2 separate regions of the Rattus norvegicus genome follow, and region 1 is linked to region 2. Evidence: chromatin contacts called from public HiChIP or PLAC-seq data. All regions are on one chromosome and are shown on one strand. Each heading gives the region's core, a stretch centred on a gene start, on an enhancer-like site or on the middle of the called end of the contact. The rest is flanking DNA. Distances are from core to core; before and after follow the strand shown. Region 1 has its middle 130 kb from the start of 1700020N01Rikl. Region 2 overlaps 1700020N01Rikl (RIKEN cDNA 1700020N01 gene like).

The links. HiChIP or PLAC-seq counts read pairs in DNA pulled down with a chosen protein or histone mark.
Region 1: an H3K27ac HiChIP or PLAC-seq map of oligodendrocytes shows a contact between it and region 2, with 12 times the contacts expected there. The contact joins two enhancer-like sites. A contact is called at or near these places in 1 of 12 Hi-C or Micro-C datasets (frontal cortex) and 1 of 1 datasets of contacts at active chromatin or transcription factors (oligodendrocytes).

The regions. Positions count from the first base shown.
Region 1 is chr1:25,343,067-25,347,900 of GRCr8, reverse strand. No RefSeq gene overlaps it. Among named protein-coding and RNA genes, the nearest start is that of 1700020N01Rikl, 130 kb to the right of the region's middle. Within about 2 kb of position 3,035, at least 14 of the 93 cell types and tissues checked have an H3K27ac peak or open chromatin away from gene starts, as enhancers often do.
Region 2 is chr1:25,154,519-25,159,161 of GRCr8, reverse strand. All of the region lies in intron 2 of 1700020N01Rikl (RIKEN cDNA 1700020N01 gene like), which reads left to right. Among named protein-coding and RNA genes, the nearest start is that of 1700020N01Rikl, 58 kb to the left of the region's middle. Within about 2 kb of position 1,686, at least 42 of the 93 cell types and tissues checked have an H3K27ac peak or open chromatin away from gene starts, as enhancers often do.

The sequences.
Region 1 (4,834 bases), core at 1,786-4,285, 190 kb before region 2:
GAAGTCTATGGTCACTGGCTCCATTTACGACAGAAAGCGGTAATCCAACAAGGACTGCAGAGATGTCTATATACTCCAGGGTTCCATAAGCTGCACCGTGTCTGGAGACAATTCCAAGAAGGGCAGCAAGCCAGGGGAGCTGGCTGCTGGAAAGCAGGAAGTTGGAGATGTCAATCAGACCTCAGGGCATTTTCACCTCCCAGTGGCTAGTCCATGCTGCCGCACTTCTAGGAGAATTTAGAAATGAGACATTCTAGTGTGCCAGCTGTCTCCAGCTAGGCACAGGAGAACCTGTACAAGTCTTATTATAGTTTGTGGTCTGGCAGCTTCAGAGTCATGACAGCCCGTCCTGTTCCCTGACCCACCGCGTGTTCATCCGATGATTGGAATGCTCACCTCAACATAAAATACTGCAGTAAGAGCATCAGCCAATGTGTGGTATCCCAGGACTTTAGCTTTTAGCATTGTGAGAAATGTCTGGTTTTCATTTAAAGAAAAATGTCAGCCCAGACACACGTTTTGCATTAGGTATTGGCAGTCACGGGACTCAGGGTAGAGCTTTGTGAGACTTGACATAGCAGGAGTGATAGAGCTGTCCTTTTTGTCAAGATTTTAGAGAGCAAATATTCTAATTGTATGAGCACTGCAGAAAGACAGTGTTGATTTACAAAGAAATAATGGTTTCTAGACCACCGTTAGGATTAGTCATGGTGGTCTTATTAAACAAATTTAAATTAATTCTTCAGTTAGCATACAAAATAAGGAGCTTCATGACGACCCTGTCGAATATAACTGTAGTTGTACTGAGCTCCTCTTACAGTTATATTTGAATGTTGCCCACTGACTATCTTTGACACTAATGTTGGCTTTTGCAAAGCCAACAGAGTCAGAACTTTACAGCGGACAATGTGAATATGCAAGTGTATTTTCAGCAGATAAACAAGGACAAAACTGAGTGACAATAGGAAGTTCCTGGCTTGAAATTACTTAACTCTTCTAAAAATATTTCCTGTTTTACCTAACTATTCTTAATTAGAAAAAAATAAATGGACCTGATGTACCCAAAGTCCTCATCTCAACCCTGACAATTTCTTCGGGGCTCCTGTTTTTCTGGCTATTAAATGAAGGGACCATTTTGAGGTAGAAGTAGCTCTAAAGGGTGAGGGTGAGTAAAGTGTTGTGTTTTCTGCAGTCCTGCTTGGAGTCTTTTTGCTGTGGTGCATAATTTGGTGGAATCTAATTGTACACTAAGGCCAAGTTCTTCCGAACACCATCTCAGCATCTTCCTACTGTGGTTTTAAATTGCTTTTCTGTCTCATTTCCCTTCTGGCTTCTTCCTGGCCTCTTGTTCCTTTCTCAGTGCTTCTCAAATTTCTTCTCTTTGGGAGATATAAACAATGTCTACCCTTCCCACAAAGGTCCAAAGGACACAGGGAGGTATGAATCCACCACAAATCGACTCTGGGGTAATCTGTGAATTTGTTAGGCTTACTGACAGAACAGTGGAGTTTGTGGACAAGATCGTGTACAGCCTTCAAACTCCCACACTGGGATATCTGTACCCAACATGAATGGTAACAGCCCCCTTGGCTATAGATGGGAGCCCTTCCCAGTCTATGAACGTCTAGCTCTTCCTTGATGTCCTGTGCAATTAGAGCCTAATTGGGAGGAGTTGCTGGATACTTGGGCGATGGTCCTGTGACCATCCTTGAACAACCTTCCATGAGGGATGGTCAAGAGTCAACAAGCCCACTGTGGTGATCATTTGTGTGTACAGGTGAACTTTGAGAAGATGACAGAAGATTGTGGATGTTCTACACAATACTCTTAGTGAATTCTCTTGACTCTGGGCTTCCTGTTCCCCAACTGACTGGGGATACTGCACATACTTAAAAACAATAACAGCAATAACCCCCCCTCACTCCCCTCCCCCCAAAAAACTAAGGGGCTCTCAACCTTCGAAAGTTAAATCAAGTGTCTCCTCTTTGGACAATCTTTGTCTAGCTTCAGCAAGATACTACTTCCCATTTTCTTTGTGCTTACCAATAATATCAGAGCCTTTAACAAATAAGATCATTCTTTGTTCCGTATTTTGCTTTGTTTTTCTATCACCAAAGTTAGGGTCCTGATGTGTGAACAAGTCTGGCCTCTCAAACATAGCGAGAGTGGTAAACACCTGAGAACAAGAAAGTTGTGTTAATAATGAACTTGACCAAGTCACAGCTGCAGGTTTGCTCATGGCACCATCCTGGGAAGTGCCTGGACTAGCTTCAAAGTCAGACCTGACTAGGGAAGAGGAATGAGAAAAAAAAAAATCTCTCTCAGGGTCAAGCATCTGAGCAAAAGCAGAATCTAGATGCTGCACACACAACAAATAGCCTTGAATTGACCACTCTCTGATAAAAGGCCTGAAATCACAGCTAAAAGAGTTATTTTGCTGGACACTTGAAGCCAGATGCATACAGAAGTCAATATCTGAATTGGAGTTGTCCTTGAGGTAGACAGTTTCGGAGTTGACCCTGGAAAGTGGCATCAGAGGCTGGGAACTGCGTTAGGCAACGGGGTTTTTGGGTGGCATCCCACTTGAAGATCCTTGAGCTTTGCAAAGCCAGGGAAGAGAAAAACATTCTGAAATATTAGTTGTCTTAGAAAATTAGGGCACAGGAAAGAGAGGGTTTTTGTATCCCAAGATGGCTTGGAGACTGATTCACTGCCACTAGGTGACGCTGTGATAAATTGCCACTAGGTGACGCTGTTTCTTCATCTGTGAATCTTTCTGTCGCACTCCCATCCCCACCCGCGACAGCTTGCAGCTGGGGTCAATGCTCCCTCCTGGGATCCAGCTTTGGCTGTAGCAAGGCCAGGATGAAAGACACCTTAGTTTCACTTGGATGCCTCCCTTGTAAAATACAGAGTCCTGGTACTGGCGATTCTGAAAAACTTCTCCAATTACTTTTTTTTTTTTAACTTTAAAATGATAAGGTTGGGCCCGTTCTGCCTTTTTATATAAGCAAGCAAGCAGACACTTGCACATGAGTGCCACTCCTCAACCGAATCGCAGTTAGATAATTGGACAGAAAACACAAGGGGCAAGAATCAAATGAACAATGGCACGCTTGTAGACGCTGGTATGCTTCCTGAGCTGCCTACACAATTCCCATGTAAGACCTATTTACGTGCTCAGTGAGTGTAGAGCTATGTAGAATTTTAGAGGCTTCACAGACAATTTGCCGCATATCTATGCATGTTTCCCCAGAGGGAAAAGCTGTTTGTTCTGTGACCATGCCTTTTTTTTTTTTTTTAAACCTTTCTAGCTCTAGAACTTTCTTTTTGGCGGTGGGTCAGCTGGATCCTGGGCTTCCGGGTGTGAAATTACTTAATTTTGCATAGGAGTTCTTCTTGCTTTAAGTCTCTTGTAATCACTGATAGAAATGGTCACCTAGCTCGGGTGTGAGCTGGGCTTCCTGCCTCCGTCTTTAACAGAGATCCAAGAAGAGTGGCTTGCTCCAGATGTTTTCCATGCTGTGGTTATTATGCCAAGGCAAGGATACCGGGGCGGGGCCAATCATGTTACTGCGTACATTTCTGACCAAGGATGCTTGTCTCTTGTTGGTACTGGTCATTATGGAGCCCAGATCTGTTCAACGCACAGACAGGCTGTTTTGCCCTTGGCCGCTGGTAGGTCGTTTGTCTGCTACGTCTTACAGGATTTGTAAGAACCAGGTACCCGTTATAAACAAAATGCCCACCCTTAGCCTACCATGAAAATACCACCTCAGTAGGAGGAGTGACTTGGAGACATTTAAAGAAAACTGGCAACATGAATACGAGATGGGGTAGAGAAAGTTTGAAAACACAAATATTTAAGTCTACCACTTTGCAATCTTGGTTCATGCGAGGTTGAGTTTCAACTTCGTTTTTTCTTCATCTCATGTAATGGTAAAAGTTTTATTTTTAGTAAATGTTTGAGTTACTGTTCTTTAAGAAGAAAGATTAAAAATAACAACAATCTCCAAATGCCACTCTCCCCTCTCCCCTCTACCCCTCTCCTTTATTCTCCCACCCCTCTCCCCTCTCCCCTCTGCCCCCACCCCCTCTCCTCTTTCCCCCCTCCTCTCCCCTCTGCCCCCACCCCTCTCCTCTTTCCCCCTCCTCTCCCCTCTTTCCCCCTCCTCTCCTCTTTCCCCCCTCCTCTCCCCTCTGCCCAGCATCTCTTCTCGCTAGCGCAGTCCGGCTCCAGTGTTCACAGCTAACAAGGTTTCATTAGTGTGGAAAGAGAATTTGGCCTTTGCTGCCAAACACAGAGCTGAGCTTGATGCAGCCTCAGCAGGAGACAGTTTTCCCTTTCTTCATCTCCGCGCTTCCCTGGTGTGTAATCTTGTCTTTTGAAATAGTTGTAATCAGAACAAATTACCTAAAGAGCAGGGAATGAAAAGATCTCCCAGCCTTTGTGGGTATTTTTCAGTTTTCTTTAACAACTGGCACCTTCCCCTCAGTAATTGAAAATGATCCAGGAAATCTGTATGTCCTTGGCAACACTTCTCCCGAGTGTTCAAGCTAGGCTTTTAAGGTGACAGCAATTGTTTTGGCTGGTGCAGGGAGATCTGGGGAAAAGAAGAAACCTACCTCCTGGTCTCGTTCCCTTCCATCAAAGGGGTCAGAATAAAAAATTTTAAACAACTGGCTGCTGGGGCCTGGGGAAAGAGCCATGGGTTTATGGCTGGTCTGGATCCAAATCTCATAAGCTACAAGTCAGGTCGGTTATAAGTGCTAGTCACCACATAGCTGTATTTCACAAAATGAACGTTGGAAGTAGGAGGAGACATGGTCTGTA
Region 2 (4,643 bases), core at 437-2,936:
AATCTTTTGGGTTTTGCCCAATTAAATCAAGCACTAGATCTCAACAGAAAATAAATTTCTTTTCATGAATTGTAGTCAAAAAGAGGCGATAGCCACCATCAATCAGGAACCAGACACACCCGTCATGCATCTCACTCACAAAGCCTTCTGTGGTTAAGCCTCCATGTGTATTATAGTTTTAAATCTATGCTCAACCCTTCTCACTTAAACATTAGAGGAATAATTTCTGCTTTTTCTACTGTTTCAGAATTACTTAGCATTTTCTGTTTTTGTTTGTAGCCTTTCTTTAGGTGTGTGTGTGTGTGTGTGTGTGTGTGTGTGTGTGTGTGTGTAGTTTTACTCCCACATCGACACTGACATGTATAGCTACAAGCAGCCCTGATAAAATAAATCAGTAAGACAGCATCTTTGGGAATAGCTTGCAGAAGCAAGAAGGATAGGAAAACCTGTGTGCTCAGCTACTAAGACAATGACATGATTCATCCTCTCATCCAGATGTAGTTCTGTTGCATTCAACGGTGGCTTCGGAGGGTCAGGAAGCCTCTCCCTTTCCCTTCAATGGCTTTTTTTTTTTTTTTTGCAACTGTTCATTTTGGCTGTTGGTGTCTCCCCAGCTGGGACTGGACACTCGTGTTAGCCGAGAACTGAATGTCTCAGCCCCGCTGCATGAGCCCCATTGTGAGATGTGAGTTGCTGGGTAGGGTGCTGTACCATTGGTGTTTATGGCTGTTTGGGTAACAGGAAGAAACCTGGTACTTTTGTTCTGTTCAAACACTCATCCTATTCATGGGCACTGTTTATATCAGAGGAAAATGTTCTTGCAGAGAGACCAATAATTTAGAAAATACTTGAACAGGAGTTTGAATGGCTTCTGTTGGTGTCTTTATTTGTACTCTACTGCAAAGTACAATGCAAGTCTGTCTTAAAGTGTTCTCTCTCGCGGGCTTGCTTTATTGTGAGCCAAACCTTGTTCCCTGTGCACAGAATAAAGCCACTATCATGAACAAAAAGGCTGAAACATATAATTCTCAGTCTCGACTTCTCGAATCATAGAAAGAACGACCGTAACAAAAAGCACATGTGTGCCCACCTGCAGCTTTCATTTTCAAAACAAGTTAAATAAAATCAAGTAAACCATGAGATGTCGTTACAAATGTATTACGGAGCACTGTAGCTCATTAGCCCCAAACACATGGAAAGTTTTCCAACTGAGAGTGGGGAGTTAAGACTTGGAATGCAGAAGCTTCCGCATGGCTGAAGGTCTGTGCCGTTCCTAGACCCTCCCTCTACTCCGTTATGATTAAACCACTACTACTAAAGAGGAGACAACTCTTTGAGATGTTACTTTGGGCAGACAGTGGGCTAAGCCCACGAAGCATTCTTTGTGGAGAAGCGGCAGCTTACATATCTAGCAATTGATTTTTACGTCCTTTCTCAGCCTTGTTGTCCTAAGTTGGGTGTGGAATTTCCCCAGCCAGAACTTGGAGAGCAACAGTGGCATCTCGGTCTGAAAGTCATCTTTGGACATCTGCACTCCCTGAATCCTGCTGGCTTTTCAGTGTCAGCACTAAAGACATGTTGAAGTCTGCCGGATTTTCCTCATGGTCCCAGCCCTAATGGTGATCTAGTCACATCCTCAACACAATGCGTTCAGCAAACAGATACGGCCAAGGCCCTCTAGGGGGCACAGCGGTCATGCAACTACTTCTGGTTGGTCTGTACCAACCATGTGATGCCACCCAAGGCAGCTCCCTTTAAGATCGCACTCAAGCACAAGGGAGATGTATTGCTTTCTGGTAAGGGGAAGTGGATGATGCAGATCTCTAAGCTGGCAGCACTGTGCCCTTCCCAGACTCAGTTGTTCCATCCAAACCCAAGCTAAGAAGTCCTAGGCCTTCTCTTCTGCACAGAGCTGGTATCTATCCACCATTCCTGGGTGGAAACAAAGGAAGGCCAGGCCCCTCCGTTCTCAGGTACACAGACCTAAAGAGGTCTGGCTATCACCCTTCCCCGGGGTTTTGCCTTTATTGCGAGACAAGCCCCAGAAGGCGTCGTTTGCAGCCATCTGTGTCTTGAGTCCCCTGAGTTCTCCTCCTTCCCTCTGTCAAAAGTCCTCAGTGGAATCCTGGGGATTGCAAGAGCTCCATTCTGCATTAAACACCCCACCCCCACCCCAGATACTCCGCCCGACGTTGGAAAGCGAAAAGCCAAAGAAATATCTTACTCTGTACTTCATGCTTTGGTATCAAATCCTGGAGGAATAATCTGAGAAAAGGAAATCAATGGGGGAATCATGGAAACAGGAGGGGTGGGGAGAAGCAGATGACCAGCTTAGTCTTAACGTGGTTTCAAAATGTTTTGTGTTGTTTGGAGTTTCAGTACCATCAGAGGACCCATAGGGTCCTGGAAACTCTAAGAGTACCAGGACTGTAAGGCTCTCTTCCATGGGAGAAACTGCACACCAGCCTTTACCGGGTATGCTATTTCTATGTTTATTTTTTTGCTGCTGAGGAAGAAACTGAGGGTCTTGTTCACTTTAGGAGCCTCTGCACTGGAGATGGGGCCTTGCTGTTAGCAGTGGTAGGGTTTCACCTCACAGTGTAATGCAGGCTGACCTCAAACTCGGAGTTCACTATCCTCCTGGCTCAGCCTTTTCCAGACTGGGCTTATTGGGATTTGGTTTGGTTTGGTTTGGTTTGGTTATGGGGGTTGGTTTGGTTTTTTGGTTCTGGTTTTTTCTACACAGGGTTTCTCTACTTGGGTTTTCTCTGTGTAACTCTGGTTTTCCTGGAACCTGCTCTGAAAACCAAAACCAGGCTGGCTTCTGCCTCTGGACTGCTGAGATTAAAGGCATGTACCACCAGCAACCAGTGAATGCTGGAATTGTTAGCACAGCACACCCCACCAATGTCCATAGTCTGGCTGTTACCGTTCCTCCAGTACTGGGGTTAAGCCTAGGGCCTTACAAAAACTAGACAAGTGACCTACTACAGCTGGAGTTGCTTCATTGTGGGTTTTTCTTTTTCCTATCCTTTATCCGCCCCCATGTGTCACTCCGATGGAGAGAAAGGATAGGAGAGAGGGAGAGAGATCCCAGAATCTAATTTCTTTCCTTTTGTTTCTTCTTAGATCACAGTTACAAACAAACTACAACCAGCCTCTCTAGAAGACAACCAACCACCAACACCAGGGGCGGGGTGATGAGGGTGGTGGTGGTGGTGGTTGTGGTGGTGGTGGTGGTTGCATCTATATAACCTCTGAAAATTTCACAGAATTCCAAAGTCACATAATTGCAAAACTACCTGCAGCTGGCAAAACCACACATCTGCTAGAACGCAAGACAAATCATAGTCAGCTGCCGCAGTCAGAAGCAGCCCCACATCCCTACATCTGAGATTAAAACCAAAGCACGTTCTTATATTTCTCTGGTTTTTAAAGAAACCAGAATTCCAGAGTTATCACTACAACCTGCCAATAAACTACATCCACAGTCCATATGAAAGTACTTCAAAACATCTCAGGCAAATCATCCTTATAATTTTGTATATATTCACTTTCTAATAGAAGCACCAAGGCCTATAATCCTAAATGTAATTGTAGTTGACTGGAAATTATAATTATTTTCTATGACCTCCAAAATCAAGGGTGCCATCCCTAACTTCTTAATGTATCTCTAACTTGTTCAGGAATCTATTATTTTATTTTAAAATCTGTTTATATGTCACATTGATCTATTTTCAAGGATAATGCATTCTAAAGCCTTACTAAATAAAGTATAAATTTCTCTCAACCTGACTAAAAAACATGACTTTGATATTTCCTTAGGAATTTAGGAGACTAGTCCTTGTTTATGATATCTGTAGAAAGCACTCATCATCTGAGCTACATTGTGATATGTGTGGATATATGTGTACATCACATATACATGTCTGGGTAAGGTCATGTGTGTGATGTGTATGCACACAGGTCAGAGAATGGCCTTGGTTGCCTGTCCTTACCTTTCAACTATCTGGGACAAGGTCTCACTTTGTTGTTCACTGCCGAGTAATGCCGCAATGACCCATGGGCTTCTGGGTATCCTAATGTCTGACCTCCCATCCTGTCCTAAGAGCAATGGCATTACTGTTGTGTGCTACTGTGCCTGGCTTCTCTGTGGGTTGGGGATTTGATCTTCCATCCTCACACTTTCATGGCGAGTACTTTACCAGACTGAGCCTGTCTTCCTACCTATAATTGTATTTCTTATAACTGTTCTGTCTTCTTAAAGTATAGGGATGGCAGGGAATGAATTCCACAATCAATGTGAATTCACAAAGATGTTTTTATAATTTTCTTTTTTCTTGTTATGTTTTATTTTTGATAGTTTCATAATACATACAATGTATTGTGATTTTTCTCAGACATAAACAAACAAACCAATGACTGATTGTTGGCTCTTGGGTTTGAAGGAGAGAAGTACCGTATGTTACATGAAATGAAAGACTAGTGGTTACTAATATGATGTTGAAGACACTGACTTCCTTTACATTTGTTAGCAAGAAAAAAGCGCAATCCACTCATCTCTAGCTTAAGTGGGATTCTCTTAATGCCGAGGAATCAAGTAGGAAGTAAGATCATCCACAGGTATGGGGTCGTGGACCCGT